Linked DNA regions of Mus musculus: regions 1, 2, 3, 4, 5 and 6 are each linked to region 7. Evidence: chromatin contacts called from public HiChIP or PLAC-seq and promoter capture Hi-C data. All regions are on one chromosome and are shown on one strand. Each heading gives the region's core, a stretch centred on a gene start, on an enhancer-like site or on the middle of the called end of the contact. The rest is flanking DNA. Distances are from core to core; before and after follow the strand shown.

Evidence for each region. Promoter capture Hi-C pulls out the DNA fragments that hold promoters and counts their contacts. HiChIP or PLAC-seq counts read pairs in DNA pulled down with a chosen protein or histone mark.
Region 1: a contact with region 7 is called in a promoter capture Hi-C map of pre-B cells. The contact joins the promoter of Ropn1l here to the promoter of Rpl30 in region 7. A contact is called at or near these places in 4 of 39 promoter capture datasets (hippocampal neurons, liver, pre-B cells and 1 more), 2 of 115 datasets of contacts at active chromatin or transcription factors (astrocytes and large pre-B cells) and 1 of 9 other capture datasets (adipose tissue).
Region 2: a promoter capture Hi-C map of pre-B cells shows a contact between it and region 7. The contact joins the promoter of Marchf6 here to the promoter of Rpl30 in region 7. A contact is called at or near these places in 10 of 39 promoter capture datasets (the 3T3-L1 cell line, the C10 cell line, cranial neural crest and 6 more), 2 of 484 Hi-C or Micro-C datasets (CD4 T cells and pre-B cells), 4 of 115 datasets of contacts at active chromatin or transcription factors (astrocytes, embryonic stem cells, pro-B cells and 1 more) and 2 of 9 other capture datasets (adipose tissue and liver).
Region 3: a contact with region 7 is called in a promoter capture Hi-C map of liver, with 4 times the contacts expected there. The contact joins the enhancer-like site here to the promoter of Rpl30 in region 7. A contact is called at or near these places in 6 of 39 promoter capture datasets (3T3-L1-derived adipocytes, the C10 cell line, cranial neural crest and 2 more) and 1 of 115 datasets of contacts at active chromatin or transcription factors (large pre-B cells).
Region 4: a contact with region 7 is called in a promoter capture Hi-C map of hippocampal neurons, with 8 times the contacts expected there. The contact joins the enhancer-like site here to the promoter of Rpl30 in region 7. A contact is called at or near these places in 5 of 39 promoter capture datasets (3T3-L1-derived adipocytes, hippocampal neurons, liver and 1 more) and 1 of 115 datasets of contacts at active chromatin or transcription factors (large pre-B cells).
Region 5: a contact with region 7 is called in an H3K27ac HiChIP or PLAC-seq map of embryonic stem cells, with 11 times the contacts expected there. The contact joins the promoter of Cmbl here to the promoter of Rpl30 in region 7. A contact is called at or near these places in 1 of 39 promoter capture datasets (liver), 1 of 484 Hi-C or Micro-C datasets (CD4 T cells) and 3 of 115 datasets of contacts at active chromatin or transcription factors (embryonic stem cells, large pre-B cells and stem cell-derived neural progenitor cells).
Region 6: a contact with region 7 is called in a promoter capture Hi-C map of pre-B cells, with 9 times the contacts expected there. The contact joins the promoter of Cct5 here to the promoter of Rpl30 in region 7. A contact is called at or near these places in 11 of 39 promoter capture datasets (the C10 cell line, HPC-7-derived erythroid cells, cranial neural crest and 6 more), 6 of 484 Hi-C or Micro-C datasets (CD4 T cells, CD8 T cells, myeloid progenitors and 2 more), 4 of 115 datasets of contacts at active chromatin or transcription factors (astrocytes, embryonic stem cells, large pre-B cells and 1 more) and 3 of 9 other capture datasets (adipose tissue, embryonic stem cells and liver).

Annotation. Positions count from the first base shown.
Region 1 is chr15:31,452,345-31,455,093 of GRCm38.p6, forward strand. Ropn1l (ropporin 1-like) reads right to left here and starts at 1,345. Exons shown (of 5, transcript NM_145852.2): 1 at 1,069-1,345. The coding sequence starts at 1,199. It overlaps Gm49208 (a long non-coding RNA gene), which reads left to right and starts at 1,327. Exons shown (of 2, transcript XR_003951491.1): 1 at 1,327-1,568; 2 at 2,336-2,749.
Region 2 is chr15:31,529,693-31,532,589 of GRCm38.p6, forward strand. It overlaps Marchf6 (membrane associated ring-CH-type finger 6), which reads right to left and starts at 1,345. Exons shown (of 26, transcript NM_172606.2): 1 at 1,111-1,345. The coding sequence starts at 1,129. It overlaps Gm41287 (a long non-coding RNA gene), which reads left to right and starts at 1,412. Exons shown (of 3, transcript XR_875101.3): 1 at 1,412-2,245; 2 at 2,423-2,897.
Region 3 is chr15:31,494,140-31,496,839 of GRCm38.p6, forward strand. Marchf6 (membrane associated ring-CH-type finger 6) reads right to left here. Exons shown (of 26, transcript NM_172606.2): 7 at 1,865-2,054. Among named protein-coding and RNA genes, the nearest start is that of Marchf6, 36 kb to the right of the region's middle. Within about 2 kb of position 1,287, at least 2 of the 459 cell types and tissues checked have an H3K27ac peak or open chromatin away from gene starts, as enhancers often do.
Region 4 is chr15:31,626,020-31,628,854 of GRCm38.p6, forward strand. No RefSeq gene overlaps it. Among named protein-coding and RNA genes, the nearest start is that of Gm32383, 8.3 kb to the right of the region's middle. Within about 2 kb of position 1,497, at least 38 of the 459 cell types and tissues checked have an H3K27ac peak or open chromatin away from gene starts, as enhancers often do. A contact at or near this core is called in hippocampal neurons, where this site is marked.
Region 5 is chr15:31,567,456-31,570,323 of GRCm38.p6, forward strand. It overlaps Cmbl (carboxymethylenebutenolidase-like (Pseudomonas)), which reads left to right and starts at 1,378. Exons shown (of 6, transcript NM_181588.4): 1 at 1,378-1,484.
Region 6 is chr15:31,600,163-31,603,161 of GRCm38.p6, forward strand. It overlaps Cct5 (chaperonin containing Tcp1, subunit 5 (epsilon)), which reads right to left and starts at 1,684. Exons shown (of 11, transcript NM_007637.3): 1 at 1,439-1,684. The coding sequence starts at 1,543. Atpsckmt (ATP synthase C subunit lysine N-methyltransferase) reads left to right here and starts at 1,954. Exons shown (of 5, transcript NM_026546.3): 1 at 1,954-1,987. The coding sequence starts at 1,975.
Region 7 is chr15:34,442,015-34,444,754 of GRCm38.p6, forward strand. Rpl30 (ribosomal protein L30) reads right to left here and starts at 1,262. Exons shown (of 5, transcript NM_001163485.1): 1 at 1,171-1,262; 2 at 1,011-1,063; 3 at 621-766. The coding sequence starts at 1,031.

The sequences.
Region 1 (2,749 bases), core at 95-2,594, 3.0 Mb before region 7:
AGAACTGTTGACCTAAAAGTCCAGGCCCCGGTTACAATGCTGTGGCTTGGTGGATTCACACCTATTCATAGTTGTTCCCTCATCGGCAGTCTAATGAATCAGGGATTTCTTGTGTAAGGCTTCAAAAAAACTCTCTCTGTAGTATTAATAAATGTGCCAATAGGGGCGGAGACTTGAAGTGCAAATAAACTTTCATAAAGACACCCTAGCCCTTCTCTCTAAGGCTCGAGCATATGTAATATCGCTGAGGGGTTATTGAGAGAACTGACAAAGGGACCGCTGGGCTCACAGGTGACCCTGACGGAGCTAAGTAAGACATCCAGGTCCTGTCCCCTGAAGCCCCGTGAGAGGTACTCTACATGGCAAGCGTCTTTGCACAATTAAGGACTTTAGATGGGGGAAACTATCCTGAAGAAACGGTATGGCTCCTAAATGTATCACAGGACTCCTCAGGAGAGGAAGGCAGAAGAGAACCCACGGATTGTAGAAGGGCCAGGAAGTTCCAACAGCCGAGTCTGATATGGAAGCAGCCACCCCAAACGCCTGTTGCCTGCTCCAGATGTTTTGTTGCTTTTACCTCCAGAGCTGTCGTTTTTTAAAAGTCGAGTTGTTAAAACAGCCAAAAGTAACGAAACCACCTTAGCTAATATAGTTCAGAGAAAGTTAGCAAATTTTGGCTAAAAATAGTTATTCTCGTGATTTAAAAAGTGGCACAGTTCTCTTGTAAAACCGAAAGAATGAGTGTTAAGATTATAATGGTCAGGCCCTTGAAAGGGTTCCTGTCCTTGTTTCTAGAGTGTGAAGGTTCGCTAGCTGTGAGCTGTGCTGGACAATTTTCTCAGGTGGCAGCTTTCACATACCTCTGCCTCATTTGGGGGTGGGTGGGGGCATAATTCAGTTGTTCTGGGCGGTTTCATTTATAACATCCCTGTAACTGATTTTTTTTTTTTTTTAAACTCAGCGGAGCCACTTTTTGCCCCGCGGTTGGTGTGCAAGCTTTGTTAGTCTACACCCACAACGTCGGCGTCTGTACTCGGTAACGGGGTGAGGTTCCCTGGCCGGCCTTACCCCGCCGACCACTGCAGCACGTCCGCCGGCTGCGTACGGATGGCAGCCTTGGTGAACTGCTTGAGGATGTCCGGCAGCTCCGGGGGGATGTGGATCTGCTGCGCGCAGAACATGGTGTCGGGCAGCGGCATCGTTCTGGGGAGACCGCGGCGGCCTGGGACGTTGTGCTGCGGGGAGGAGAGGCAGGGTCAGCGCAGCGGGCGGCGGGGAGGGACTGCTCCGCCCCCTCAGGAAACTGAGGCCCAACCGCCCAGAGCGGATAGAGCACGCGATTGTGGCGTGCGGTCTCCAGGCAACCCGAGCTGCGCATGCGCACAGCCTCAGCAAACAAGGGGCGGACGTCCGGCTGGCCTCTGTGACCAACGAGTGACCACAGAGCGGAGAGCGCCATAAAACAGCTTGTTTTCCTAAAACGCGGAGGTTGCGCTAATCCGAACCCCAAGAGGTCTCGACCAGGGTCTCGGCTTGGCGTGTGACTCCATTTGGTCCACACACCCACTGTATGAATACACATTTCCAAACCAAAGCAGCTTGGCAAAAAAACATTTAGTTAATAGAATGGGAAAACAAGGACTCTCAGACACTGTTGACAGAAATGAGCGTTTATCTGGGGACTACAGGATTTTCTAACGACTTAGCAATATTTATCCTAAGGGGGGGGATAGGCATAAGGAGTAAATAATAATGCCTATTATGTAGCTTGGTAGGTTAACTTTTATTAAAACCTCTATCATGGTCTCCAAAGAAAAACAACACAATCGGGTAAAACCAACAGAGTTAAAATCTGATGTGGGGACTGCGAGACTCGCAAGGCTGGGGTTCATTTGAGCTGGGAATTGGAGACCAGCCTGGGCAACATTTAGCGCTTCAAGAAGCAACAAGTCTGTTCCCACCCACACCACCACCACCACCACCACCACCACCACCACCACCACCACCACCACCACCACCACCACCACCACCACATGACTGGTGAAGCGGAAAAGATTGTAAAACAATCTGGGTGTGCAGGTGTCTGTTCCTTTTATTCTTAAAAGTCTCAGGTATAAATTGTGACAATTCAGCTTTTGTTTTCTTAAGTGAATTATATTTTGCTGTTGTATCTAAAAAAAAAAAAAAAAAAAAAGTGAGCCTAGCCTACATTGACCTTTTTTTTCCCTACATAAGTTACTATTAGTTCGTTTGTACAGTATCTGTAGTGTGAATGTTTGCTTTTCATTCTGTTACCAGTCCAAATACTTCACTTTTTTTTTTTTTTTAATTTCAGCATCCATGCCCCGTTGTGTGGAATCCACTGAATACATACGGAAGTGTCTGCTTTACCAGATACACTATGGCAAGGAAATGGCCACCTAAGCAAAATGGGTGTGGTTCCTGAGCAAGAAGCTCCTTCCTCCTCCAAGTACATCCTAAAGCATAAATGAACGAGCCGAAAGAAAGTCTTAGGCACGGTTGTATAAGCAAAGGAGATTAAAGAAAACAAAACAAAATAAAAAAACCCAACGCAATGGCTAAACAACATAAAGTGATGCAGAGGGGCCTGTGCCTTGCTGACAGTCTACCCATGGTTTTAAAGGCTTGCAGAGTAGCAGCAGGAGGCTGATGGAGGACTAGGTGTGTATGTGTGCAGACCTAACGAGCCCACTGAGGAAGCAGCTAGGCCTCAGCGGTCTCCCCGGAG
Region 2 (2,897 bases), core at 95-2,594, 2.9 Mb before region 7:
TAAACTTTTTATTACTCTAATGACTTCAATACAAGTGCTTGATGGTTCGATTGCATGTAAAGTCGGTAAAATAAAGCCTGAGGTTGAAAAGAACGCTCATTCGAACAAGAATATATCTAAACAGTAAGTATCTGCACTAGTAAGTACATGATCAATAATTTCCTCTACAGACTCACTAATACATCAGTGCCTCTAAAAACTGCTTTAAAACACTTTGCCACAACGTCAGGTAAGCGGCTGCTTTCTACACCCATGTGGCTGCTTTTCTTTCGTGTTCTCTGCTAATTCAAAACAACCGCATCCAAAGTACACGTCCACAAACAAAACAAACAAACCCTTGCTTTGTGGTGACAAGGATTTAGAAGAAACCTAAATATTCGCCTTTCCCTCCTCCAATAGTCTCTAGAAACCGTCCCCTCTCGGGTCTGGTCAGTGCAGTTAGGGTAAGGCAAACAGAGAGCAAGATTTTGCAGCAGGGGTCAGTTCAGTCCACTCAGCAGTCGTCACCTCGCGGGGTATTTTCCGCGAAGTTTCAAAGTCAACAAAGAAGTTGTGTGGCAGAGGTTGGGCCTACAGGACAACAGCAAACAGACTCGAACACGGAGGGGGGAAAAACGAGTGGGGGAGGGGAGTGGAAACGCCCCCGGACTTCGCACTGCGGCCCCCTCCTCCGCGGACCGCGGGATGGCGGTGGCCGGGGCCCCGATCTTCCACACCGTCAAGTCCCCGGCAGCCCCACGCCTCGGGCACCCTATGGTCTCCAGCGCCCCACTTCCCGACATCCCCATGTCTCGAGCACCCCACGTCGCGACACCCCCACGTCCGGGATGTCCCACGTCCCGGCACCCCACGTCTCGGACACCGAAGTCCTGGCACCCCAGTGTCCCAGCCGAGGCTGAGTCCTCGTCGCCCGCGGGAACCGGCGGGGGGCGCGCAGAGGGTCACCTTCCGATCCGAGCCCGCTGGAGGACCAGCTCGAGCCGCGCGCTCGCCCGCCCGCCCGCCCGCCCGCCCGCCGGGCAAGCAAACTGCCCGCGGGATCCGCCGCGAGCGCCTCGGCCCGACTGGAGCGCGGGCGCCGCTGCAAGGGCGCGGGCGCCGCCGCCTCACCTTCCTCGGCGGTGTCCATCTTGTCTGGGGGGCGGCGGTGACGCAGCCGCGAGGCGCCCGCGACCCGGCAGAGCCTCGGGGCCCGAAGGGAAAGGCGGGCGGGCGGGCGGGAGGAGTGGAGGAGGAAGAGGACGCGGGCCGGGCAAGTGCGTGCGCTCGGGTGCGAGAGGAAGCCGGTCGCGGGCGAGGGGGACAGGGACAGCGACTGACAGAAAGCGAGCGCCGGGGAGGGGGGAGGGGCGCGCGGCCGAGCGACGGGCCTGGGCGGGGCGCGCGGCGGAAAAGGCGGGGCGCCGGAGCGCTGCGCGTCACATCCGGCGCGCGCCTTCGCTCGCGCTCGCGCCGGGCTCGCGGAGGCGGGGGCGGGGTGCGAAACACGGCCTGACTGGTGGCGAAGGCTGCGCGCGGGATGGAGACTGAAAACCTAGAGGCAGGCGGCAGGCACCTCGCGGAGGGGCGGCTGCGGCGGCGGCGGCGCGGGCGCGTTCCGGGACAAAAGGAACGCGGAGCGGCGGGAGCGAGCCCGGCGCGCACGCCCGCCCGCCCGCCGGAGCGGGTGTGGGGGACAAAGGGTCCCAGCTTGGGGTACCCGACCGCCACTCCCGGGGCGTTCAGAGTCGGCCCCGGAACGAGCATTTTTGGTTCCGCTCTTGAGTGGTTCTGAGGCACGTCTGAAAGAATTACAGAAGCATCCCTAAGATGGAAAAAGACGAGCATCCAGGTTATCAGAATCTCTCCTGGGGAGGCTTATGCAATTGAGTGGAAAGACCACGTCTTCACAGCTGAAAGCCAACATTGAATCTACCTCTAAGGGAAATGGGTTCAGATGGCGACACAATTAAGGGAAGCTTACCTGGCCAGAACTAAATGGCTGATGAAAGAATGATGAAAGACTCAGACCTGCTCGCATCAGTAGGCCACCTTCCTCACATAATCCTTAGAGCTTTCTCTAAATAAGATAGTACAGATTAGAAGAAAAGTGTTTCCAACCCGGATGCTTAAACGTGCACATAACGGAAAGTAGATTCAAGAAACGGAATTTTGGCCGGGCAGAGGTGGTGCATGCCCTTAATCCCAGCACTTGGGAGGCAGAGGCAGGTGGATTTCTGAGTTGGAGGCCAGTCTGATCTACAGAGTGAGTTCCGGGACAGCCGGGACTACAGGGCTACACAGAGAAACCCTGTCTCAAAAAACCAAAAAAAAAAAAAAAAAAAAAAAGTTATGTGACTGTTTTTGTTTTAACCCCAGGTGTGGGATATGGGGCTGCTTCAGATGGGCCACAACCGTTAACTATGATTGTCTCGTACTCTAGGAGGGGAGTGATCTAAATGGCAGTCTCCAGAGCAGTGGGAGGTGCTTTGAGGAAGAAGAAGTGGGGAGAGGAGGAGGAGGCAGAAGAGAAGGAGGAAGCAGAAGAGGAGGAGGAGGTTTTTGGTTCCTGCTGCTCCTGTTGCTGTTGCTTAATGAGACGTTGGAGATGCCCTGTTGTGGAAGATTGGACTGATCTCAAGAAACTCAATGCCCCTAATGATCAGGAGTAGTCAAAAAGGTCTACATCCCCCTTTCCCTCTAACCTTCCTTCTCTTCTACCTTGATGTACTAGAACACAATAGAATAGACCAAAAAAAAAAAAAAAAAAAAAAAAAAGCCCCCAACAGAAGACAGTCCCTGTAGGTTTGTCTTTGAGATTTCTCACAAAAAAAAAAAAAAAAAAAAAAAAGCTAAGTTTAGCCCCATGCAGATGCTCAGCTCCTGATTCCACACACACTGGTATGCATATCACCTTC
Region 3 (2,700 bases), core at 37-2,536, 2.9 Mb before region 7:
TACAATTGCACATTCAAGATTACTAACATATACTAAACCATAGCCAATAAAAACCAATTTTAATTACAGTCTATTGAGAAGCTGAACCACATTTAAAATTTTATAAGACATAAATTACTAACTAGGTTTAAGTCCTACATATGAATGCATACTTCTTTTCTTTTCTTTCTTTTTTTTTTTTTTTTTTTTTAATGTTTTTCAAGCCAGGGTTTCTCTGTGTAGCCCTAGCTATCCTGGAACTCACTCTGTAAGGGATTAACCCTCCTTTAAATTACGAAGTTAGCACAGGATAAAGGTACAGGCTCAGAGCTGATCAGTGGTTAACACCAGTCCCAGCCATGCTGACAGACTCCATCTGCTCCCAGCACTACTCACACTACTCCAGTGCCTCCCAACGGTCTGGTCTCCAGCTCAAGGGAGCTGCCCTCTTCTGGTCTCCAAGGGCACTATACACACAAATACAAGCCCAGAGACCATAGACACAATTAGAAATAATATGTCCATTTAAAATGTCAGAGCTGAATCAGGTGGTAAAAAAAAGCATGTGATTCCACCACTCACGAGGCTGAGGCAGATGAATTACAAGTTCGGAATCAGCCTGGACTATACAGCAAGATCTGTCCCAAGAACAAAAAAGTATGAAAGGCAGACAGGGATTAAATAGTAAACACAAAGGAGTGTGCGGGATGTGCTATGTTTTACTCTTACTGCAGGAGCAAAGTATCTAAGGACTTAAGTCAAAGCAGAAGAATATTATGAACACCAGATGGGGCGGGACCAGGAACCGGAGACTACTTAGAGCTGCTGCCGACAGCAGGTGACTGCCGAGCACTAGAACAACAGCCGCACGTGTTGTTTTCTCTAAGCCTTGGATCTTTCCCTGAGAGCCTTTTGCTCCCCAGTATGACTTTGTTTCTTATCTTTCAAAAGGTCTCAGCTCAAAAGTCACTTATTCTGAGCTTCCAGGGAAACGTTATTTATTTAAAACAAGTATCATCAGCCAGGCAGTAGCGGTGCACACCTTTATTTCTAGCACTTGAGAGGCAGAGGCTGGCAGATTCTGTGAGTTCAAGGCCAGCCTGATCTACAGAGTAAGCTCCAGAACTGCCAAGGTGACACAGAGAAACCCTGTCTTGAAAAACCAACCAACCAACCAGACAGTATCCTCAGAGCAACCCATATACACCAATACAATGTTATGTCTCCTACTTCTTCCCTAGACCAGAAGCTCCCAGGAAGGCAGGCCCAGGCATTTTGTTCACAGCTGTATACTTGGTCTCAAGTGTCTGGCACAATGAACACAGACACTAGCCAAGTGGACTCAACGATAACAGAAGAGGACAGGCAGTGAGCTCTGACAACTGAACACGTATTTTACCCTCCAGAGTTCCCATTTCTAGAAAATAAGAATGGTTTCCAGAGGTGGCACCTGGCCTGCAGTGTCCACTACAGTTCTTTTCCATTTGAAAAGTGCAGTAACACCATGAAAGAAGAAGGGGGGGGGGGGGGGGGAATCAGGCACTTAATCATTTTTTCCCAACAGACAAACAGATGGACAGACGAACAGAAGGAAGGAAGGAAGGAAGGAAGGAAGGAAGGAAGGAAGGAAGGAAGGAAGGAAGGACGGACGGACAGTAGGTCAGTCTTGTATAAAGAACTGTAATACACATGTTCCCTCTTTCACAGAAAGCAACTTACATACATACATGTATGTTTATAAATATTAGCTTGTCAAAACAGAAAGAGGTCACAAACAGAACTTGAACGTATCATAAAACATGAAAATATTACTCTCTATCTTCAGTGCAAGCTAAAAATAACTGGCAGCCCTCAAGAATGAGCAAGGGCATGGAGCAGCCAATACCTTGGGCTCCATTGTTGGCATCAGCAGCATCTTCTACACCCGCATCATCTTCCTCCTCATTGTCCTCCTCTTCCTCTTCTGCTTGACCGTCCTGGGCATCAGGGTTTTCACCCAGAACTGCATTCTCACCTGCTGGGTTAGCTGGCTGATCAGCAGCAGGGTTTTCTGCACCATTTCCTCCTACAGGAGCCTAAAATAAGAGAAAAGCCCAGGAATTCACTTACTTGGCATTCACCACCACTGCCCGGCATGAACTCACTTTACAATGTCCACATTTCAGAAAGCACTACAGGCCTGAGGAGGTAGTTTCTGTGGGCAAAGGATTGGGTTTTGGATTCCTAGGACCCACTTAAGCTGGGCACAGTAATGTTCCTGTAATGCTGTGCCCCAGCATGGAAACAGGACGTGGGACAGAAGCACCCCTGGAAGCTTGTGGAGCAGTCAGCAGAGAATCTAAGACGCTGTCTCCAGTAAGGGAGAGGGCAAGGGTACATACCAAGTTGCCCTCTGACCCTCACATGCACACCATGGCACATGCTCAGCCACATTTATGCATGGGGATGCACAAGCAAAAACAAAAGCAGTATAAAATATGGGCTGATAAATCTGGCTACCTTAGGGGCAAAAAACATTTTTAAAACTGTATGCACATGGACAGACACACATACATCTTCACTGGCTGCAATTGAACATCTGAGTAAATGACTTCTAGTTGACCTAGAGACTGGGATTTATCAATTACCAAATGCACTTTCTTCTAGATCTTCCCTTAGGATACCCACCCAGTATGGTGGCCCAGAGTGGTAATCCCAGATACTGCAGGGGAAAAGATCTGA
Region 4 (2,835 bases), core at 247-2,746, 2.8 Mb before region 7:
CAGGGAGTGCCGCTGTTAGGAAGTGTGGCTTTGTAGGAGTAGGTGTGGCCTTGTTGGAGTAGTTGTCTTATTGTGGGTGTGGGCTTTAAAACCTTCGTTTTAGCTGCCCAGAAGTCAGTCTTCTAGCAGCCTTTAGATGAAGATGTAGAACTCTCAGCTCCTCCTGCACCATGCCTGCCTGGATACTGTTGTGCGCTTGCCTTGATGATAATGGACTGAACCTCTGAACCTGTAAGCCAGCCCCAATTAAATGTTGTCTGTATTGTAGGAGTTGCTTTGGTCATGATGTCTGTTCACAGCAATAAAACCCTAAGACAGCGTTCTAGCAGCATTAGCTTCTTCCTGAGATAATGGACTCAAATTAGGAATTTATAATGTATTTATATTTATATTTATTTATTTAACATACATGAGTACACTGTCACTGTCTCCAGATACACCTGAAGAGGGCATCAGATCCCAGTACATATGGCTATAGTCACTATGTGGTTGCTGGGAATTGAACTCAGGACCTCTGGAAGAGCAGTCAGTGCTCTTAACCACCTCTCCAGTCCCAGGAATGTATAATTGTTAAATTCTGTTAATTTGTTCATTATGTGTAGTGTACAGCACGTGGAGGTCAGAGGGCAACTTGTGGGATCTGGGACCTTTCATTGTATACATCCCGGGGTCAAGCTCAGGCTGGCAGCTTTGGCAGCAAACTGGCCTGAAATTTAGAATTTTTATATAAAAATTTCCTTTTATCAAATGATTAACTATGAGAAATTTTTTTTACTACTAACCATTTTTCTTTGTTATGTTAATTAAAATATGTACTCTGGGGTAGTATATTCCAAGAGAGGTATGAATTTCATATTTGCTGTAGTCCTGCTTTTATTTGCGTGTAACTAATTCTCTTCTATTTAACAGTTTTCCATCTGATGGAGAGCGAGGCTGCTCTTACCTTCCTCTCCCTGACATTCAGCCTGGTGTGGCTTCAGTGTGTGTGTGTGTGTTTGTGTGTGTGTGTGTGTGTGTGTGTGTCTTAGACCTCTGGTCCTCTGTCTGACATCCAGTCTGGTGTGGCTTCAGTGTGTGTGTGTGTGTTTGTGTGTGTGTGTGTGTGTGTGTGTGTGTGTGTGTGTGTCTTAGACCTCTGGTCCTCTGTCTGACATCCAGTCTGGTGTGGCTTCAGTGTGTGTGTGTCTTAGACCTCTGGATTCTGTCTGTATGCACACTCTTTCTTTCCCGGGGGAGGAGGCCCTTTCCTTCCACAGTTTACTTTTTCAAAATTCAACTTCAGATTGCAAAAATGAGGCCCTAAGGAAACCTCTTTGTCTTGCTCACAATGTGCCAGGCAGCGTCTTGTTTCCGGTGTGTGTCTTGTGTCGTGGCCCATCTGCTGATACAGCATTTCTGTTATTTTCAGTAAATGAGAGGAAAACATTTCCCCCATTAGTGCTTAGAAGCAAAGAGGAGCTGCTCGGCGCTCAGCACTTCTCCGGATGAGATAAGTGTGCAGTAGATTGATGCTCTCCTCGGCTTGGTCAGCCAGCTTATGTGTGGGGATGTTGTATGTTCGGTTGTTTGCTCTTTACTTCTTCATGTATTTTTTTTTCTTTTTAAAAATTTGGTGCCACTTAAGACATGAAATTTGATCCTGTGCAGAGAGCGTTTCTGGGAAAACAGATGGTTCTGCTTTTTTTTTTTTTTTTTCCTCACTTCAAGCAGAAAGCCTCACTCTGCTATCAAACATAGGAGATTATGTCCAGACTGATATCAATAAACAGAGATTTCAGATCATCCAGATGACTACTGGCCAGATCCTACAAACTGCCAGCAAGCATGAAACAATTCAGATGAATTATGATAAAGCAAATGAACTATTGCCAGAACACAGACAAGAAAGAAGGTTTTATGCTGGGCTTGTATGTGACGGGAGAGGAGGGACGGGGATGTGCAATTTCAGAGCACTCTTTTCCCACAGTGGGAGGAGGTTTCCCAGCAGGCTTGATGTTTCTCTGTCAGTCTTCAGTCAAATGAATAGTCTGCCCTAAGAAATTGGAACATCTTCTGTGCATAGCCCGATAATGGCAACACATACAAACACTACAGAAATGCAACCTCACATTTGAAGGCAATTCTAGTAATTTATAAAAGCCGTACACTTTTAACATTTCAGTTATAATTGACATGGAGAAATTCATACCGTTTAGCTCAGCACTGTGAGTTTTGACAGTTCAGAGTCATGCAATTAGCACCACAATTAAGACACAGAACGAACCCATTATTTACACGATCCCCTTGTGTCCTTTTGAAGATGGCTTCTGTCCCCGGGTCCTGCCTGGCAATCACTGGTCCATTTTCTGTGCCTGTGCTTTGCCTTGCCCATGATGCCTGAGTGACGTCACGGAGATGAGCTCTTTGAACTGACTCCTTCTGAGGCCCATGCATTTGAGATTCCTTCGTGCCACTGAGTAGGGTCCACCGTGTGGATGTTGCTCCAGTTTGCTGACCTGTTGTTCATCAGTAGAACGAGACTCATTTTCTTTTCGTTCCTTCTGCTTTTTTTGATGATTACAAATAAAATGACTGGGAGAAAGGTTGCTCAGGACAGGCCAGCTTTATAGGCAGCAGCAGATTGTGTCTAGCAGCTTGGGAGAGTGGCGGGTGCTCCCACCTCAGCCCTCCCCACCTGTCCTAGTGTGTTCTACTGCCTCCTTTGATGTAAGCCGTGGGACATCTTCTCAGCCATACAGTATGGAACACCTCATGATGTGACTAACACCATGGAACACTTTTGCTGCACTGAGTGAATTATCTCTGCAAAGCTTTTGTGTCTTTAAATTTTTGGAT
Region 5 (2,868 bases), core at 128-2,627, 2.9 Mb before region 7:
AAACCTCTCAATCATAGGGACTGCTTCCCTTCCCGCAACTTCCTTTTCCTATGTCGCCCCACCATTACAGACTCTGCACTCTCTTGGTTCTTTTCCCTTTCCCTTGGTTCTCTTGGCTTTTTCCTCTCTTGCACCGCCCCTCCTGCCCCGCCCCTCTCTTGGCTTTTTCCTCTTTTGCCCCGCCCCTCTCTTGGCTTTTTCCATTCTTGCCCCGCCCCTCCTTGCTCCTCTCTTCTCTTCCTTCCTACTCTATTTTCTCTCTCCTCTCATGGCCCGGTCTTTTCTGCTGGCCATGTTCAATCTGGATGTGTAGCTTCAATTCCAGGGGTCCACTTCCCTCTCTGGTCTCAGGTGACACCAGTCATGCTGACATACATGCAGGCAAGAGACCATATACATAAAATGAAACAAAAAAAATAGGGGCTTGGAGAGATGGCTCAGTGGTTAAAAGCACTGGCTGTTCTTCCAAAGTACCTGGGTTCAATTCCCAGCACCCACACGGCAGCTCACAACTGTCTACACTCACGTGAACACGCATGTAGGCAGAACACCAATGTACCGATATACATAAAAATACAAATAAATACATTTTAAAAGTTAAAAAATAAGTGAAAACAAAAACACAACTGAGCCTCCCTCACAAGCACCAAAACAAACAACAAGACAACAGAAGAAGAAGAAAAAAAAAAAAACCAGAAAAAAACCCCCACCTCTCCATCTTAGAGAAAATGTTTTGCTTTTGTGGAACACTAAGAGGCAGCTTCCCCACTCCATTGTATGCATTTTTTGACAGTTTCAGAAACAGGGAGAGCAATCCTGTCCCACCTGAGACTTTTAACGGAGCTCGTGGGCTTTAGATTTCATCCATCTTTCTCAGCAAAGGCACGGTTTATGTTATTGGTTTGCCCTGAGGACAAGCGCTGCCCAGAGCTAGGCCTTGAGCCAGCACCCACATCTTCAAGAGACAGCACCGGAAAATTAACACTGGTTTCATTGCTCTTCCCTGGGCGATGCCTCCATCTTCTTTTCTCAACGTTTTCTTTCACTACTTTCCTTCCTCACAGACAAACCACCCAAGCCACAAGAAGATTATATGTAAGTTGGGGTAAATACACAAATGTAGTAGCTTAGTGCTTGAAATAGCCCGATTGTGATTGACCACAGAGAAGTATGCGTCCCAGTAGACAGGCCCAGGGCAGAGTGCCAGGCTCATTCCCTGCCTCTTTAGGCCTCTGTTTCCCTCCTATCACCACTCTTCCTACCCTGCCTTCTTGCTTCCATCCGGGAGCCAGGATCCAGCCCCTTCTCGCGGTCCTTGCGGACCTGCCCCTCCCCCGGCTTTTCCCGGGAATGCAGGACACTGCCACAGCAGTGTCCACTTCCCGTGCAGACTGAGACTCCTCCCTTCTTCTGCATGTCCCTCCCTACCGGGTCAGCTCCAGGGCGTCTGCCTCCTGCTGACTTGCTCTTCACCATTAGACAAGGTAGGTGCTGGTCGCTGGGGACAGACAAACCTGCTGGACCTTGCCTGTGGCTTTGCAGGAAAAGGGCTTTTGCTGGTGCAGATGTGAGGCGCTTCCAGGATCATTTTCCAAAATGAGCTGCCATATATACTGTCCTGGCAAAAATGGCAAGGACCACAGCCAGCCCTAGGTGCCCACCCTTGACTTCTGAGGATATTTTTCTGTAGGTATTCAGATGTTTGCTTTTAAAAACAGCTGAGAGTTTGTAGTCAAACTCACGTCCCTGAGAAGAACCCTTCTTCCCTGACCTTAAATACTATTTTTAGGCTGGGCATTTTGATTATATTGTTGTTGTTGTTGTTGTTGTTGTTGTTGTTTTGTGAAGATGGAATCATGAACAAACTGAGCATATTTGCATTAAACTCAGTACCCACGTCTGGCAACAGTTCTTCTGGGTGGATAGAAGCAAAGACAGGCTGTCATATAAGAATATGACATCCTAGATGGTGGGTGGATCTTGCCAAGACAGTGTGGTTTTACACTCCATGGCCACTGGGGTTGGCCCAGGTCCTAAAGAGACTGGCCGATGCAGTTTATATCCACTTGCTGACAGAAAAGGACACCTGTTGTCCCCAGAGTCCGTTTAAAACAAGGTAGTCAGAATGGAGCCCTGGGCACACACACACCACGGGACAGCCTGCTGGGCCTGCAACAGAGAGAACAGACCAAAGGCATGGCAGTGATTGGCATGATTAAAGAGGTCTCTATGTGCCGCTTAGGTCTAGTTTTCTATCTAACGCTGTCCAAACCGTGGACCTGCTGCAGACCGTGCACATGGTCAGGAAAACTAAGTACTTGGGGGAGGGAACAGCAGAATCACTCAAGGCTAGGAGTTGGCTCTGCCTTCCTCAGGGCAGGACACAAAATCAGGCGCAGTGAAGTTTCTACAACCTTTAACCTGGCAGGCTGCCAGCCCCTCCCTCCTTAAACACCAGCTTTCTACAGGATCAAACTTGCCCTTGTACTCTGAGCCCATGTCTGTGACTCCTTTTTGCAGGTACTTCCTGCTGCAATCTTGTTTGTGCACTCTGAGCTTGTTAAGGCTCTCTATCTATCTATCTATCTATCTATCTCTATATATATATACTTCTTTTGGACAAGTTCATTGTGTGATCTGACTTCTGAGCTACACCAATCCTCAGAGCTTTAAATCAGGAAATCTGTACTCTGAGACATGCTTTCTTGCTGTGTCTGACTTCCAGGGGGCAGGGAAAGTGATAGAGTTTTGCTCCTAAAAGACAGCCTTCCACAAAAGGTGAACATTCATCCAGGTGTAAACAGCCGAGGGTTTATGGTAGTCACGACAGAGGGGACTGATGTTCTAGCTGATTCGAGAAAGATGTCA
Region 6 (2,999 bases), core at 434-2,933, 2.8 Mb before region 7:
GGTTAACACAAACGGCTGGCACAACAGGACTGTTAACATGAGTTATACTGGTCAATTTTCTGTCTGTTGGAATTTTGTTATTGGCACGTCCCCAGAAACAGGAAAAAAAAAGGGGGTTGAAGTTGTCTTAGTCAGGGTTTCTATACCTGCACAAAACATCATGACAAAGACACAAATTGGGGAGGAAAGAATTTATTCAGAATACACTTTCCACATTGCTGTTAATCACCAAAGGAAGTCAGGACTGGAACTCAAGCAAGTCAGGAAGCAGGAGCTGATGCAGAGGCCATGGAGGGATGTTACTTATTGGCTTGCTTCCCCTGGCTTGCTCAGCCTGCTCTCTTATAGAATCAAGACTACCAGCCCAGAGATGGCACCACCCACAAGGGGTCTTTCCCCCTTGATCACTAATTGAGAAAATGCCCCACAGCTGGATTTCGTGGAGGTACTTCCCCAACTGAAGCTCCTTTCTCTGTGATAATTCCATCCTGTGTCAAGTTGACAGAAAACCAGCCAGTACACAAGTCGACACAAAACTAGCCAGTACACAAGTCAACACACAACGCGCACAAGCTGAAGGCAAAGAGAACCAAGCATCTACCAGGCCTCAGTTGCTATGTCCACTTCTGCAGCCACTCCAAAACACCTGTCAGAAATTCGGTTTGATAGAGAACTCACCGAGGGATTTCCCTAACACCAGGTCAACCAGGGCACCTCAAACCTGGAGGCACGACTGGCACAATACAACCTAAAATGGGGCTCCCTCCTTCCTCTGAGCTTTTTGTGGCAACACCAGTGACTGTCACTCCTTTCTCCTCTGGGGGCCTAGCACCGGCTCTTGGGTAGCCTTTCTTATTCCTCTCCTTCTGTGAGACATGCCTTCCGACTCAACACTTCGGCTCTGCCTTCCCTCAGGGTAACTTCTTTGTTTCCCTTTAGGAAACTATCCTCAATTGCGGCCAACTGTGCTCCACTGAAACTCTCTCCTTCCACTCCAAAAGTCACCACCATGCGTTTTCTGGCCCAAGGGACTTTACGGTCCCTTTCCTACAAGCAGCCATTCGGTCTGTCCTGTGCACGTTTCTCACTAGTTTTCTCCCTTTCGGGACAGCCCCGCTTCTAAGGGACAAGCGACTTACAGATGTTACAGATGCACCGGCGCAGGCCTGCTCGCCCGCCCGGTGAGCTGGGGATGCGACCCCACCCAGCTCTGAAGCGGCGGATCGCTCTCCCTACCCCACCGTGGGACGAAGGCCTCTACGCCCTCTCCCGCAGCCAGAGCGGGGATGTGACCCTAGAGCCCAAAGGGGCTCCCCGGCACCGGAGATTCTCGAGCTTTCGGGCCAGCACATGGCCGAGCTGCTCTCTCGCCAGCGCAGGCGCACAAGCGCTCCGGCCCACTCCCTTCATCCCGCGGCTTCGCGTTCCGGGCCGTTACCTTGAGGGCCTCAAGCCCCATGAGACGGGACTTGCGATCTTGGTCCTTGATAATGAGAAAGGGGCGCCCATACTCATCGAAGGCGAGGGTCCCCACGGACGCCATGGTGGACGAACTAGAACGAGCGCTCCTCCAGTAACCAGCGGGGACCACTCGGGAAGAGAGACACACCGCACCTCCCTCTCGCGAGAGGACGCAGAATCCCGCGCATGCGCAGTGCAGACCCCGCGACTTACTTTTCAACAGTGACTTTTTTTACGCCGCAGAGTAGCTTCTGGAATCGGCCGCTGTTGGGAACGTCCGTTTTCCACGAACCGAGGGGGGGGGTGTTCGAAACTTAGAAGGCGACGTCTAGCACACAAATGCTAATACTAGACATAATGTAGTCACTGATTCAAGGATTTAAGTTTTCAAAGTTTTTGAATCCAGAGTTGCAGCGGGGAGCTTATTTCCTTAAGATATTTTTCTTTTCTTTGATTGCCGCCCGGGCTCTAAGACGTTGGTAGATTCCACTTCCGGTCTCCCCGGAACGCGCGATGGAGCGAGTAGGTGAGGTTTGACCGGCCTGGCGGCGGGCGATATAGTTGTCTGTGGCGCGGGCGCTTGTGGGGATCGGGCGCGCGTGGCTGCGGTGCTCTCCGTCCCGCGCCGGTCGTGGCTACCACAGTGCTTGCTGGGGGCTGCTGTCCGCACCTCCGTGCACAAGACTCACTGCTCAGCCCGATCCTAGGTCGGCTGGAATCCACCCTGCGGTGGACGAGCTGCTGCTTGGAAGCTATTGAGCCTGTAGCTTTGTTTTCTTGTCTGCAAAGATAATAATAATAATAATAATAATAACAATAATAACAGCAATAACAACAACAATAATGACAAAATAATAGCAACAAAAACAATAATAATAATAATAATGATAATGCCTACTTCACAAGGTTGCTGGACGTGCCTGGTCGTCAGCACATAGTATTTGTCCTTAACTTCCCAGGTTACACAGATCCTGGGCCTTCCCCGCGCGTGTACTGTAGGTGGAGACAAAGTAGCACCGGCTGGTGCTCAGAGTCTCTTGTTCTCAGCGTTTTGCTGTTAGAAAGATACCCCGTAAGGGTAACTGCACGGTACGTCTGCCAGAAATCACGATTCATTTTATAAGCTCGGATTTATTTGTGACGAGTTTCCAGTCTCTCCACTCGTACCCCACAGAACAGAAACTGTCCCTGCCGTATTGTCTGTTTTTATTAGGTACTCAAAATTAGAGTGCATATAACCTGTATGACAGTAGGCTAGCTTTCAGGTCTGTGCTGTTACATGACACAGATTGACATTATGTCAGGACAAGGTTTTTAAAGTTAACACAAACAAGGTTTCATTGTGACATTTTCATTCATATATATATATGTAATTGTACCTTGCCATTGACCTATAAGCTGTCCTCATTATCCTCTCTCCTCCTGGTCTTCCCTCTCAACACAGCACACACACTTGTATACAACAAGATTCTGCATCTGAGCGAAAACATGATGGTTCTGAGTCATTAGTTTACAGTTGAATAAAGCTCTGTGTGTAT
Region 7 (2,740 bases), core at 12-2,511:
CTCCAAAGTGCTTATGAGAAATGAACTTGAAGCTCCAGCCTGGACCCACTGAGTCTGAGCTTGTAATTTAGTAATGAATGTCTACGCTGCCACTATGAATCGACTGGCAAAGGTTTAAAATAAGACCAAACATTCCAAACTCTGCCACTAAGTATAGACACCTACATAAAAGGCTGAAGAGGTGTACAATTGCCATAGAAAAATCAAGGAGCGTATACTACACAAGCTTCTTCAGCTTACTTAAAATACTTGTTAGGTTCGAGTTAAAATAGTTAATCAAGAATGAACGTGTTCAGAAAATTGGACCCTGCCAAATAGGTGATTTCATGATACCATCACCTCCATAATCCAGCCAGAATTTTTCTAAACTAAAACAGGCACATGAAGCGGAGTGTTAACACTTCAAACCTTGAAAAATTCGGGATCGGGCTTCCCCCAGTCTGCGTGTATCATTTGTATACCTCCTGTCACACAACGTGCCTCAAAGGTACATTTACAAAAAACACACACAAAGCAAGGTCCAAACATCAGAAAGCAACCATCATTATTCTTCTTCCCAATGCTGGATACTGCACAGTGAATTTACAATAGGCTGCACACATCCAGGTTCCCTCCATTACCTCAAAGCTGGACAGTTGTTGGCAAGGATAACCAACTTCGCTTTGCCTTGTCTGATCATCTTCAGAGTCTGCTTGTAGCCCAGCACGTACTTCCCACTTTTCATAACAAGTTGGAGCCTAGAGTTGATCGACTCCAGAGACTTTTTCTACAATGCAAACGTTTGAGACTTGAACACCACTTGCAGTCATCTAAAACCAAACTCAGTTCCAGATTTCTGGAACTGAACCCTTTCATGATGTCTGAGACCATACAAAGAGCCTCTCGGATTCACTTTGAGACCCTGAAACGTCAGCGACAAGTCGTCCACCCAGTGTGCTCAAATCTATCCGCCCCGGCCCGACCCAGCTCTCCACGTGAACCGGCTTCCGGGCCCGATCGGCTTCACTCACCGTCTTCTTTGCGGCCACCATCTTCCTGCCTTAGGTGCGGGACAACCCCCAACCTAGCATACACAGAGGACAGAAGAGAGGATTATAATCCAGAGCGTCAAACACCAGCTAGCGGAGCTCCCCGAGCCGCCTAATCGTTTACCCCGCAGAGCTCACTCACCAACACCAGCCGCCAAGATGGCCGGGGAGCGAGAAAGGAAGGAGCTCCCACAATGCAAAGCTCTTCTAGGCCGACAGAGGATTGTGGGACCGGAAGCGGAAGAGAAGCCGGTCCGGGTCACAAGCAGAACAGCGCTTGCGAGAGTAGTCTGCGGTAGTTGGTTGCTATGGGGACCGGGTTACAACGCAGGCTGGGCTGCTGCGGCGTCTGGGCTCCGGCCTTCGGTTCTGGGCGTTTGTTCTGCTGCAGCGGGCTGACACCGCGGAGAGCCGGAGCTCGATGGGAGCTGACGACGAGGCCCAGGGCTCCGTGGCGAGGCGGCAGCGACCTGGCCTCTCCTGGGCTGGTCTCCGCCTGACGTTGTCTTGGGCGTGCTCCGGAAGGACCCCGGGCCGCCGGTTTACCCCGTGACTGCTCACCAGGAGCGGAGGCATCTCTGTCCACCCGCCGCTGATCTTCCTGTTTGCCGCTCCGTAGGACACACACCCCTTTTGCGGCGGTTTTATACCGTGTACTTGGGAGCCTACTTTGCACAGGGACCACAATTGAAAAAAAAAAAAAAAAAACCTGGTGAAGTGGCTGACGGGTAAATGCGCTTGTCGCTAAGTAGACGAATGAGTTCCAAACCCACGTGGTGGGAGGGGAGCGCCAAGTCCAGCAGGTTTTTCTTTGGCCTGCGCTTGAATGCTCACATACGTATACAGAAGTAAAGAAATAGTCGCAATACGAATAATTTAAAAAATCATTTTGCTACGAAACTTGGGCCGTTGTATAAATGTAGCATTCAAGGAAAAAAAAAAAAAACCTTGAAAGCCTCTACTATTTACGCACTAGCACCAACGAAAACCCAGGGCTGTTGAGATTGTTCAGTCAGTAAAGTGTGCTTGCCTTGCAAGCGTGGGGACCTGCATTTTATGCCTAAACCTCTCTGTCAATCCCCAGCCCCCAAAAGTCTGGCATGGTTGTGCACACTTGTAACTCCATTTGTGGAACAGATTCCCCAAGGCTGGCTAGCCAGCCAACCTAGTCTAACCTGTCAGCTCCAGGTCTCAAAGATCTTGTGAAAAATAAGGTGGACAACTACCGAGTAAGTACCCAGAAGTTGACCTGTGACCTCTGCCCAACTGCACAAGCACCTGTGCCACCAAATTTATATAAGCATGAAAAAGGAAACCCAGGGTAGTAGGTAAGCTGTATGGTGAGTTACTTTGCCCTGGAGGTTAGGAAAGGGAAGAACAACCCTGCCTCCCCTTAATTAAAATAACTTTAAAAACATCCATGAGTCATGCGGGTCGAGATGATCTATACCTATAATCCCACCCGGAGCTGGCAATCTCTGTGAGTTGATCTTTTGGAAAAAGAAAAAAAACGGAAACTAAAACATATTACTTAGCCAACACACACACTCTATGAGATAGTAACTGTGTTATTCTCACATTTTTACAGCTAGTGTATTACAGAAGTATGAATAGAACCAGGCCTGCAAATTAGGGTTTTTTGGTTTTTGTTTGTTTTGGTTGAGTCTTTTGAGACAGGATTTCTCTGTCTGTCCTGGAACTCACTCTGTAGA